Regions from separate parts of the Sus scrofa genome. Here region 1 is linked to region 2. A link is a contact called in public HiChIP or PLAC-seq data. All regions are on one chromosome and are shown on one strand. Each heading gives the region's core, a stretch centred on a gene start, on an enhancer-like site or on the middle of the called end of the contact. The rest is flanking DNA. Distances are from core to core; before and after follow the strand shown.

Region 1 (6,371 bases), core at 235-2,734, 210 kb after region 2:
TAGAAATTTTGATTTTTTACTTTAAATCTTTAGATTTTTAAACTTTTAAATATTGACAATTCTGTCACCTTCTTTTTGAAATGTGACGCAGAGGAGCCCCCTGAGGTCCTGGATATGTCATTGATCTATATCTTTTTTTGGGAGTATACACATGTAAAAATTCATCCAGCTGTATGATTAAGACTTGTACAGTTTGCTACTTTTAAGTTAGGCCACAATAAAATACCTGCACGGAAATGATGCACATCAACCTCAAGGTAGTTGTTATCTGTGAGAATGGAGGCAAAGACAGAATGCGGTTGCCTTTCTCTGTATTTCTCTCTCTCTCTCTCTCTCTCTTATTTTTGGCCACACCGTGGCATGTGGAAGTTCCCAGGCCAGGGATCAAACCCACGCCACAGCAGTGACAGTGCCATATCCTTAACCCACTGCAGCACAAGAGAACTACCCCCGCTTCTTCTTTCTTTTTCAAAAAATGTATCTGTATCTTTAACATTATGTTTCTTTAAAGAGAGAGAACTAAAGTATATATGAGAAAATGTTAACAGCTATTTCATCTTAGTGATATCTAGGCTTTCTGCTTTATTATTTTCTGTATGTATAAAATATTTCATCATTAGACATTTTTAATATTTTAAAAACCCTGAGAATACCAGTACTGCATGGGCTAAACCAAACCCCATGGAGGTTACTGAACCACATTCTCTTGGTCCCTCTGGGGCCCTACTGCAGTTCAGGTAGGAAGGTTTGCTGCCTTGTCCCAGGTCTCCTACATGCTTCAGTAAACACCTGCTCCCTCTCTGCCACCACTGTGACCTGATGTCACCCCACCTACTCAGCCCAGCATCCCATAAATCCTTTATCATCAGAAGTGGTGTGCTCAGGGTAGGCTTAGCTATAGCAAAAATAAAATTTATATGTCAACCTAAATTTGAAGACACTGTGTTGAATTCACAGCTCAGGGCCACCACAGAACAGGCTTCTCTGGTCCTGAAAGCAAAACAGCCTAGTAGTTGAGCTCCCTGGGTAGAAACCTGGCTCTTCCACTTATTAGTTGCATACCCCTGGGAAATGTAGTGTTGGCCTCAATTTCCTCATCTGTAAAATGGGAATGATAATAGTCTCTATCTATTTAGGTTTACGTGAAGACTTAAGCTGGGCTGGGTGATTGGTGCATAACCGTTGGATAGTTAGTTAGCTATCATTAACATCAATGTATTATTTAACACTAGTGTGATTTTACTTTAAACATTAGATACATCATGGATTAAGTCTGAGGTGAAGCCACAGTGTCAATAAATTGGTATCCAGCCACCAAGTCTCAAAGGGAAAATATTTTCAACTCTGATTCAAGTAGCAAACACGATCAAACTTTGTCACAGATAGGAAAAGAGAATCACAGAAGCTCCAGGCTGGTTCGCCCAGTGGCTGTCCAAAACCTCAGGGCCCCTCCCCTTGGATGGTGGTGTTGCCAGGGCAGCCCAGCTTGTTGATGTGCACGGTTGCTGTTTGGGGCTCGTTGCTCAAGGTAATCCTCCCAGGGACAGCACCCTGCCAGGCGGCTCCGAGACCCAAAAGGGCTTTAGCAGTGACTAATAAAACTGTAAAGGATGCATACAGATCCAAGAAAATCTGTTCCCTAAAGGAACATGGTTTCAACTACTTCTCAGTTGGTGCCTCTTTTAACCACAAGCATTGAGCTTCTCTGTCTGGAGTTCTGGTGCTCCCATGCTGCATTCTCCAGAGAGACCATGTTCTCTGGTAAATCACTACTGATGCCTGGAATGGGGAGAGGAGCTAATTGCCCCCAGGCAGCATTTCCTACGTGGGCCTTTCCCTGCAGTTCAGGAGATGCCCTCTTTCAGCACTTCTGCTGATTCCAGCTGAGAAGGCCCACAGGTCTCCTGAGCCTTCTTTCCCTTCCATTCATCTAAGACGTGCGGCAATCACTGGTCTGCCTTGCAGAACCTGGGCGTCACCCTGGCCTTTTCCACGTTCCTTCACTCCTAAGTGGGTTATCCACCTCAGTGGTTTCACTCAGGTCTCTGACATCTGCCTCTGGGCCGCTGTCCCAATTCAAGCCCTTGCTCCCCTTCCCCGGGTGACTGCAGTCACGTCTCTCTGGTCTACCTGCGCCTACACTTGCCCCATGCAATGCTCCTCCACTCTGCTGCCAAAACAGTCTTTCCAAATTGTGAATCTGATGCCAGCTCTCAGCTCAACATCTTTTAATGCTACCCTTCTCCCCACTCACACTCTGTGTCCAGACTAAACGGTCCTGGTACTGTCAAAAATCTGAGTTGTAGGGGGAGGGAGTGGGAGGGATCGGGAGCTTGGGCTTATCAGACACAACCTAGAATAGATTTACAAGGAGATCCTGCTGAATAGCATTGAGAACTATGTCTAGATACTCATGTCGCAACAGAAGAAAGGGTGGGGGAAAAAACTGTAACTGCAATGTATACATCTAAGGATAACCTGACCCCCTTGCTGTACAGTGGGAAAAAAAAAAAAATCTGAGTTGTCAAGAAAAATCCAGAAATCTAGATTTTTATGTGAATTTCCCCTTCCCTTGTTTGTTTATTTATAGTTCTAACATTTTACACATTAAAAAAATTACAAAATATTGCAATAAGTCTCCCACACACTTCTAGTTTCAATTCCCTTTCTGAAGAAGCCACACGTGATACTAGTTTCTTTTGTGGCCTGTGGGATAGACAGACAGACAGACAGACAGACACACAAACTTTTTAAAAATACAGACAGTAGCCAATTTCTTAAAATGTTGGCATAAAATGCTTAAACTCTGAGGGTCAACTAGGACACATATGCATCCATAGGTTGTAAATCATGTAGGCATGTGCTCATGATCCACTTGACTGAAAGGGGTTCAGGTCCAACCCTGAACACAAGGTTGGAGCTTGGTCTTGGCATCCCCCCTCTACACCTCGCAAGATGCCCTGCACACAGTTGGCACTCAATAAGTGACATGTTTATTGAGCACCACGTTGTGCCTATTGTTGGATCTGTCACAGAATTCCAGATGAACTGTCATGTGGGCAATCTCTGAGGGAATACATGGGAACAACTAGTTAAGTCGAGTTAAGTCCCAGAACTCAGCTGAATATAGGTTCAGAACCTGCCCACCTCCCATTTTTCCTGGTTACCTACAGGAAACAGAAACAACAAACAGAAATGGCAAATCACTCAGGCTCTTGCTCTTGGGCGAGCCCCCAAGGGTGTGTGCTGGTGTTGATGGCCCAGCCCCCCCAAGAGTGCTGACACCAGCATTCCCAAGCCAGCTGTCATTCCCAGGAGCGGCTTTTCTATTTCTTGCCCTCCACCAGGTCAAGGCAAGCTGGGACTGGATGGAAACCACAGGCATATGCCACTTGCTGACTCTTCCTGAGGCGCTGGGCTGGGCTGGGCTGGGCTGGATGAGTAAGGCCCTTTCAAGCTTCTTCATGTTGAGAGAAGATGCATTGCTCAGGTGATATGGGGCCTTCTAAGTTAGATCCTCTTTGCTCACTTGCCTGTGGTCCAGGCCACCTCCCACTGGTCAGCATGCACGATGGTTGTAGGACAGGGAGATGTATTCAGTTCGTGATAAGGTGGAACCCACTGAGGAAACGTAACAAACTCTTTCCACGTTATCCTCCCCCATTCTGTGAGGCAGTGATTTCCAATTGTTTCCGCAGAGACATGGGACAGGTAGTTTTTGTAGGTAGCATGCTCCCATGGGAGGGTCATGAGCAATCTCCCTGGAATTGCGCTGTGATATTATACCCACTCGAGAAACCATTCTGGAATGCACGTGGGTGGGAACATGACCTTGCTCTAATCAGTCAGAAATTGATTCTAAAAATCAGTTAGACCTGATTCTAACTGAAGTGCAATATGAATCTTACTCCCAAAACTCAGGTGGGTGAGGCATCATATTCCTTTGTTTCAAGTGAGCTGGGGCTTGAAGCCCTCATTTTTTGGGCTGGAAAGAAAATAATACAGCTGGTGGGCGGGTGAGGCAGGCTCTCATCTTTATAGAGGTGCATGAAAATCCAATCACATAAGAGGGTACGTGATGTCTGGAAAATGGGTGATGGGTCCATTCTTCTGAGACCAAGTCTTCTGCTGATATCCTCCCTGTGTTCCTTTAGAGAAGGAGGGTTCCAGAAGCTTCCATTTCAAGCTTGGGAATCTTGGCTGAAGCTGGGGTTCACAGGTCAAGGCTTTAGGTCTGCAAGGAACTCTGCAAAACCTCTCCACAGAAGTCCCACCAACCTGCCACCTGCTGCAGGCACCATGGGCAGCACATTCTGGTCTGCATTGCCTGGAGCCCACTAATCTCCAATCCCTCCCAGGCTCCAGGCTTCCAGAAAACATAAGCCAGCTTGTCTGCACAAACAACTTCTGGATTCAGCCTCTAAACCAAACCTCCCGGAGGCAAGGCTGGCTTCTTGCTTGGAAGAAGAAATAAGAGACAGGAAAAACAAACCCCATGCTAATAGCTCAATACATTATTCTGCCACCAGATTTATATTAGAATAGACTAACCATTCACAAATTGCAGTACATCAGAAAACTGAGTACTTGTCACAAGTGAATTGTGCAACACATCACAGCTTATGTGACACTGCTGTTATTTTGCTCTAAAGGAGAGCTTAAAAAATGGAAGGAAGCTCTTTCCTCCATCCACTGATTATCCTCAGAAAAAAAATTAAAAACCTTTTCCTTGAGGATGCAATTTTTAGCCAAGAAGATTATCAAAATGGGTGTTGCCCAAAGCCCCAATTAACTGTACCAAACCCAGTCGATGAAAATGCAAGCATCGCCTTATTATGGTAATTTGGCTATGTTGATTAAAGTGGAAGCAGCATTAAGACCATCTCTATTACAAAAACGATCTTCTCCACTTAATTAGCACTTTAAAAAAAAACATCCTTCGTTTTTCACATTAATCTGACTGGGGGCAGAGTCACTGAACCAGAGCTGAATGGCGTCTGGTTTATGAGAGGTCTGAGTCGATGATATGGTGATTGGTTTTCAAAAGATTGCTGCCTTCATGTATTATATAACCTTTGGGCAGGCATGCATCCAAGCACTTGAAGTAGCAAATTGGGAACGTTGAGGTTTGAGTTCTTCAGGATGTTTATTCTAGCTGTGTATTAACTAGGACCTCAGCATCTGGCCTTGGACTGTTTCTGCAGCTGATACGGCTGCTAGAACATATGACCCAGGCCTCCCTTGGCCTTTGCTAGAAGCAACGGCTAACGTCCAGCGCAGAACTGTAACAGTCCAAAGGTTGCCTGTAATGAACTGATGCTTGATGCCACTCATACCTAAAGAAATATAAATGCAAACAAAACCCAGAAAATGTTTTTACTTACCAGATGGACAGTGATTAAAAGTACTGATAAAACAGGAGTTCCCAGGTGACTCAGCTGGGTAAGGATCCGGCATTGTCATTGCTTTGGCTCTGGTTACTGCTGTGGCATGGCTTCCATCCCCGGTCCAGGAACTTCCGCATGCTGCGGGTCCAGCTACAAAAAACTACTAATACAAAGTGTGGGTGAGCTTATAGGCAAACAGTAGACTCAAAAAACATTGATAGGATGGAGTTCCCACAGTGGCACAGTGGATTAAGAATCCAACTGCTGCGACTCAGGTCACTGGACAGGTGAGGGTTTGATCCCCAGCCCAGCACAGCAGGTCAAAAGATCCGGTGTCGCTGAGCTATGGTGCAGGTCACAGCTGTGGCTCAGATTTGATCCCTGGCCCAGGAACTTCCATATGCCTTGAGTGTGGGCATTAAAAAAAAAATCATTGACAGGAATAGAAAATGGATCATTCTTTTCAGTGGGTACTTTGTCAATGTCTATTCAAATTGTTAAATGCTCAGGACCTTTCTCCTGGCATTTGTGTTGCTAAAAACTTACCACACAAATATACTTATAAATGTACGCCAAGAAAAGAAAAATGTACAGGGACATTTCCTACAGAATTGGCTGCAATAGGAACAATCTGGAGATCAATTTAATATTTCTCAATGGGGGTCTTTTTAAAAACATTGAGAGACTGCCATACAATGGAATTAATTGACCGTTTAAAAGAATGGGTCATGCAGTTCCCATCGTGGCGCAGTGGTTAACAAATCTGACTAGGAATCATGAGGTTGCAGGTTCGATCCCTGGCCTAGCTCAGTGGGTTAAGGATCCGGCATTGCCGTGTGCTGTGGTGTAGGTCACAGACGCGGCTTGGATCCCGTGTTGCTGTGGCTCTGGTGTAGGCCAGTGGCTACAGTTCCAATTAGACCCCTAGCCGGGGAACCTCCATATGCTGCGGGAGCGGCCCTAGAAAAGGCAAAAAGACAAATA
Region 2 (6,795 bases), core at 1,328-3,827:
AGCTTACAGATGCAGGAAAGCTGAGGGTTTTCACAAGGCCCCACAGCAAAGAAGTCAGGGGTCAGACTTGAGCCAAGGCAATCTGGCCAAGCACTGGGAACAGAGGGGCCTGAAAAGGGGGGACTTCATTCTCTGGATCCTCCCTGGCCACTGGCTCATTTATTTTCATTGGGCTTCTTTTTGTAAGCACAGCCCTATTTCTATTCATTTTGCTCTCAGTAGGAAGGGGCCTGCCTCCTTCCCCAGAATCCATGTGGGGGCCGCCCAACCCAGGGCAGGAATGCACCACTGACCTTCTGGCCCCGAGCCAGGCAGTCAGAGAACAGTCAGTCTCCCAACTCAGGTGGGGAATGGGGTGGGAGCTGGGCCCAGAGCCACTCCACAGCCCCTTAGGGACCAAGTCCAAGGACACCCACTGAGGGCATGGCTGGGGCCAGCAGAGATAGCCCAGCCCACATGGAGGTGGGCAGAGGGGCAAAGGATGCTCCCAGGGGCTGTCCTGGCAGGAGGGAGGTGGGCAGGTCTGCGTGCTCCCTTCACCCTGCTCCAGAGACCCTCAGCTTCCTGGCTGAAGACAGGTGCTGTGGTTAGTCAGCCACCCTGTGGGTGGACAGAGGGGCGCCCTGTGGGGAGGCCAGTGGGGCTCTGAGCCTCTGCTCCTGCAGGTGCTGCCTGACCCGCAGCAGCCCCTGTGGTGGCAGCCTCTCCCTAACCTCTCCCCACGCTGGGGCGCATACAAGAGACAAACTAACACTGCTGTGAGTTCCCGGATCCCAGACACCCCCCCACACACACACCAGCCCCGGGTGGTCTGCCTTGGTGGTCCTCCCCCACTTACTGGGACATCTCCCCTCCAATTCTCCCACCCACCAGCCGGTGAGGGTGAGGCAGCGGCAGCAGCAGGAACAGGCTAGGGATGCAGGATGAGCAGCCGCTGGGGCTCCAGCCCCCCACCTTCCCGGTTCAGTCTCCACCAGAGCCCTGAGTGAGACATGGAGTCAACAGCAGCGGACCCAGGCCTGACCGTGCCACCCCAGAGCCACAAGAGAGGACTGTCTCGTTTTCTCCAGACAGGATTCCTGCTATCAGATTATCAGTCAATCAACCATGAGATATTTAATGGGCATTTACTACGTGCATAGCTGGAGGCCCCTGGCCATGACCAACAGACCCTCCAGCCTCGGGACAGAGTCACAGACATCACAGACACTCTTCCGGGAGTTCCTGACTGCTTCAGGAGTCACGTAGGTTTGGGGGAGGCGGTGTGGCTCTCTCAACCACCTGCCTGGCAGTGTCAGGCACTCAAATGCCACTCAAGTGCATCCTCACTGCCCCAGGCTGCCCAGACTTGACCAGAGGGCAGGCTAGGGGCAGATTCAGCAGGCAGGGGCCCTGGGTGAGGGCTCATGAGGCAGAGGGATGCAGCAGGGCTGAGACCTGGAGGCCTCGGATCTGCAACTGGACCCCACCTTTGGAGCAGGGTTCATAATGTCTCAGCAGACATCTGGCTGGACACTGCCAGAGGGGGATGGGGGTGGGGATGAGGGGGCAGGGGCCAAGGGCAGAGTTCACCTGCAAACTGAGGTTGAGCATGACCCCCCTTTCCGAGGTTTGCTGGAGCCCCTCATCTGGTCCTGGGCAGGATCTCTATATTGTTCACTGATCAGGTCAGGTGGCTCCAGACTGTCTGGATAGTGCTGAAGTCGCAGCAAGTGCTTGGCACATAGTAGGTGCCTAACCCACATTTGTTTTGAGTCTCTCCAATCAGATCTGAAGTTCCTCCAGGGTCTTAACCCCCAGTATCCTCGCCGCACATGGAACAGGAGGCAGTGCCCAGAAAGTCCTGGCTGCTGGGAAAAAACCCTTGGACCCAAGGGTTTCATGGGGAAACTGAGGCCGCGCTCACCCTCCTGCTCCGGGGCCTTCTTGGCACAAAGGGCCCTGCACTATCTCTAGTCTAGCTTTTGCCTGGGATGGCCTGAGGCACACACAGGCACCCTCAGGCCAGGAAAGACCCTGAGCCTCCCTAGCTGGTGCTGCACAGAATAACTCACAGCAGGCCTCCGACGCCACAGAACATCCCTGGAAGGCTGCAGGCTTCCAGCATCTGCTCTAAAGCCCTTCAAAGAGATTTTTTTAAAAAATGTATCCATAACCAATATGGTCTATGGCAAGATGGATGTTGCAGGAAATGGGAGTCTGAGCGAAAACAACTGGCTTATCTATGATGTCTGGTGGGAGCGGGGCTCAGCGTAGCCTTCCAGGGTGGGTGCCCAGAGCCTGGGGCCCCTCCTCGGCCCCATCCCTCTCCTGTTTTGCATGGTCTGGACCAATCCCCTGAGCTCTCAGATGCCACGTAAACAGAGTGAGTGAGTGAGAGAGAGAGAGAGAGAGAGAGAGGGAGGGAGAGAGAGAGAGAGTGTGTGTGTGTATGCAGCTAGCTGCACGCGAGCACACACGCACACACACACAAAATCACTGCTTGGGAAATCCCCACATCTGGCTCTCATGTGATCAAGCTATGCCCAGGAGGGCGCAGCTGGGAGGGCCTGGAGGACCAGTGGGTCAGGAGTGTGCGAGCCCTCTGGGGAGCAGGAAGTTAACCCTTTAGCACTGCCTAAAGCTGAGCTTCCACTCAGGGAAGAAGGCTGGAAGGAAACTCCTGCACTGCCTGGCTTGCTGTGCACATGAGGCAAGGAGGGACTCCTGCCCCCTTCCCTGGTCTTCACCTGAGACTTGAAAGGGCTGCTCTTTCTCTGTCCTGTCAATCCTGGGCAATCATCAACCACTAGGGAGACCCACTGGATGAAGAGCCCTTCCTGACCCATCTCTTTGATATTTAATGAGCACTGCCTAGTGCCGGGAACCCAGCTGGATGGGCCACAGCCGTGGATTTGTAAGGAATCAGGATTCACGCCCTCCTTTTGCAGGCAGGACATGCATCCCTAGGAGACCACTGAAGCCAGAGTCCTCCTAACATTAAGGAACCGGTCAGAGGTGACCTTTGGGGCAAGATCTCGCCAACCCAAGCACCTGATTTAATTTTATAACTAGACCCGTTAAGCTTCAATGGCTTGCGTGGCTGAGTAGTAACTCTGGCAGCACCCCCAGCAGGCACTCTGGGGATGCGGCAGACCTGCCCTGGCCCAGCTTAGAGGACGTGGCATGTTCGCACCCCCAATGCTGAGACTGACCAGATGCCTCTGCAGGCTGTTCTCCCTCTTCTCCGGGCTGACTCATTTAAAAACCTCAGGGAACCAGGGCTGGAAAGGCTTGCTTGGCACCGCACCCACAGGCAGGCTGTGCCTCGCCGCCCCCCCTCCCCCCCGCCCCGGGGAGGCTCCCTCAGACCCCCTCTCCCATCGCAGCACTTGGACATGGGCCTCATGGTATCCACCTCGGTATCCCTGGGCTGGGACCGCAAGGCCTGGCACAGAGGAGGTACCCAGATGTTCACTGGACAAATCTACACTCCAGCCACGGCCAGAGCCAGTGAGGTCAACTACAGGTCTGGCAGGAACCACCCAATCCTAGAAGGAGAGTATGGTACCAGCATCCATTTGGAAACTTGCTTCTTATCAACTTGGCCCTCGAGCATTCCCCCAGCCCTGCCCATGGGAGAGCTGCTGCTAGTGGACACAGAGTCCTGGGCTTAGAGTAGAGAGAGCAACCGAGGTCACTGAAGAAGTTGGGGAAAGGGCCCTCTTACTCACAACCCTGTGACCAAATGCAAATGAGGAACTGACAGAGGGCTCTCGGAGCCCCTGGGACTGTGTATGGCAGAGGTGACAGACCAGGAGAACCTGTCCCTACAGGGAATAAGGGATGTTAACATCTGTGTTTGCAAGGTTTCCCCCAGGGGGCAGTTGCCAACATACAAAGACAGTCTTAATTTGGCCTCTTGTCACTAGTCTGTCATCACAGCTTGACCCTCCTGCCGGGAACAGTTATGTACCTGACCCTGACCCTGACCCAGCACTCAAGGAGCCTAAAAGGTCTGGGGCTGAGGGCGAGTCCCTGGCTAACAGGAAAGGCAGCCCCCAGACCCTGGCAGGGGCCTTCTCCAACACGGCATCCATTAGCCAAACGCAACGTCAGGGGGGAGCATCTTTCTTGGGGGGAACATCTCGAAGAGGTGGTGGCTCTTCCTTTCGAGCACAGGGAAGTGAAGGGACTTTCTGATGTGGCCCAGTTTTCTCGGTAGAAGAAACATTAACAAGATGTTTGCTAACGTTCTTAACCTTAAACCAAATACATCTTCATACCAGCTGCGTGGGTCACACGTGGCAGTGACAAGATCCAGAGGGCAAAGCAGAAAAGAGTCGGGGGAAAAACCTTTTTTCCTTGCAAACGTCTAAGTTTTACCGAAACTTTGGAAACAGTTTCCTTTGCCGTCACATTTCAAAGTCAACCGATTATAAAAATGTCACGAGCAGCTGACTTACACACGCCACATTTCGGTTTCTGAACAAAGTAACTTTAGATCAGAAAAAGGTGCTAAAACAGTAAGTAATGCACATTTCCCCCCAAATCTTTGTTTTTCCGTTGGCTTTGTCATTCCTGGAAATGTTGCCTCTCTTGTCACATGTCTGTAAACCAAAGAGCCCAAGTGAGGAACAAGTTGTTTTCTGGCTGAGGGCCACGGCGGGAAGCATTTCTTTGCTGGACCACAAAGTGGGTGTTTCCTGCCCAGAAGGAGAAAAAAACCTTGTCGGCTGGGCAGATGAGGTCTCGTCACTGCCCCTGACGAAGCCAGAAGGGATGTCAGAGGCTGGGCAGGCTCTTGGGATGGCCACTCCCCAAGGCCGGGGCGGGGCTGGTGATCTCCGGCTGCCCCTCCCCCACCCCCACTGGCCTATCTCCCTGACCTAGGACACAGCTAAATGGCACCTTCAAGGAACAGCGCCGTCTCGTCTCCGTCCATCCTGGGGGTTCCGATTCTTCTGCGTCCTCACTGTCTGCCTCCCCTGAAGGCAGCGCCATCAACCCATGTGCACGACCCAGACCAAATCCAACCCTGTCTTGATCTCAGGATCCCTGTGGAGCCCCATCAAGACTGCCTGGTGTTTCTGGGCACCACCCCTAGAGATGGTCTGGGCAAGGCCTGGGACTCTGTGCTTCAACAAGCAGGCTCAGGATTCTCAGCACACCTCTGGGCCTTTGCACATGCTGTCCCTTTCCCGACCATCTTCCCATTTTCCCAGCAGAAGCCAGGTGATAGGAATGAGGAGGGCAGAAAGAAGCTAAGTGGGGCTGAAGAAATCAAGGCCACTTACCAGCTAGCTGCCTCCTTCCTGGGGGTGAGATCTGGGATTCCAGGATTTGGGGAGCCCTCCCCTCCCCCACCCCTGCTTCGTATGTCCATGGGTCTAAGCCAGTAGGCAGCGGGACCAACACTGCCTGTTGCTGGGGGTTGGGGGGGGAGTCACGGCACAGACATGCACTTTCTCCATCACATCACTGCCACATGGGCTGGCTGTGGAGCTGCCAACTCAATCAGCCTCCTTTCATTTCCAATTAGTTGGTTTCGAACTCCAAGAGTGACATCAGGCTGAGGACCCAGAGCCACGAAAATAAAAATTATTTAAAAACACCAGCCCGGGTAAGATGCCAGAACGCAATGCCTTCACGAGACATGATCGCTTTTGGAACAGGCGGTTGGAGGAATGTCTTGGCCATGTTCTCTAAGGAGCCTGGGCCTTTTTCCCTGTTGGGTGGCTGGGGCAGAAAAGAAAGCCTCGGAAATGGCTTTGACAAGTCTTGCTGATACACAATCGCATGTTTCCTTTCAAGATGCATCCCTTCCTAGCCTTTCACTCCTGCCAGGCAGGACACCTCTCCTGCCCTTAACTTTCTCAAACTCATCCCAGCCTCTGAGCCCTTGTCTTCTACCAGGGGCACCCGCTCCCCCCCCTCTGCTCACCCCATCCCTTCATCGTCCAGGACACAACCTTGGCCCCTCCCATCTATGCTAGTGCCCCACCCTCAGCCCCTTCTATTTGAAGCCCGCTGCTTTGGGATGACGACCCATCCCTGGATTTGTTGAGGAATCCCTGGGAACAGACGGCTTTCTCAGCTAAGCCGTGAACTCTCCAGGGCTGGGACCAGCAATCGCTTAAAAGAAATGGAAGCCTTCAGGAGGGGAGTGAAGGCTGCTGCCATCTGCTTTGTTCCTGGCCTGTTTCCTCTGTGCCCGGTAAGCAGGGCAGGCCAGGGTCAAGAGAGAGCCCTGTTCTGCTCTATGTCCTACTGGGGCTTTTGTCCTGGGGAAGATGACACTACCGGGGCTTTACAGACCTGCTTTCTCTGCTTCACCATGACCCTCACACCTCTGCCTCACTGCACAGTTTGGCGGGAGTGTGCTGAGCAGGAGGCCAGGTCCGGCCCATCGCTCACCTGGGGCAGGCAAGAGCCCCTCTCCTAGTTGCCTCCTCTATAAAAGAAGGCAGGAAGACTAACTTTTTACGGTAGCCGGAACCTACCTACAGGCAGGTTTTGCTTTAAGCCAGTCCACTCTGGAGTTCCCACTGCAGAGCAATGGGATCGGCAGTGCCTTTGGATCCCCGGGACACAGGTTCGGTTCCTGGCCAGGATCTGGCACTGCCGCACCTGTGGCCTAGCTCATAACTGTGGCTCAGATCTGATCCCTGGCCCAGGAATTTCATATGCTTCAGAGAGGCCAAAAAAGAAAAAAAGCCAGTATACTTTATTAAAAACCAAATTCATGCAAAGAGAAATTAAGGGGAGATCAGTTACACCCTGCAAAGGGACCTGTTACTCAATTAAGAATCCCTC

What was found. HiChIP or PLAC-seq counts read pairs in DNA pulled down with a chosen protein or histone mark.
Region 1: an H3K27ac HiChIP or PLAC-seq map of alveolar macrophages shows a contact between it and region 2. The contact joins two enhancer-like sites. A contact is called at or near these places in 2 of 2 datasets of contacts at active chromatin or transcription factors (alveolar macrophages and skeletal muscle).

What each region holds. Positions count from the first base shown.
Region 1 is chr14:114,800,172-114,806,542 of Sscrofa11.1, forward strand. No RefSeq gene overlaps it. Among named protein-coding and RNA genes, the nearest start is that of SH3PXD2A, 26 kb to the left of the region's middle. Within about 2 kb of position 1,485, at least 2 of the 83 cell types and tissues checked have an H3K27ac peak or open chromatin away from gene starts, as enhancers often do. A contact at or near this core is called in alveolar macrophages, where this site is marked.
Region 2 is chr14:114,588,559-114,595,353 of Sscrofa11.1, forward strand. The region is part of intron 6 of SH3PXD2A (SH3 and PX domain-containing protein 2A); the gene reads right to left. Among named protein-coding and RNA genes, the nearest start is that of NEURL1, 160 kb to the left of the region's middle. Within about 2 kb of position 2,578, at least 18 of the 83 cell types and tissues checked have an H3K27ac peak or open chromatin away from gene starts, as enhancers often do. A contact at or near this core is called in alveolar macrophages, where this site is marked.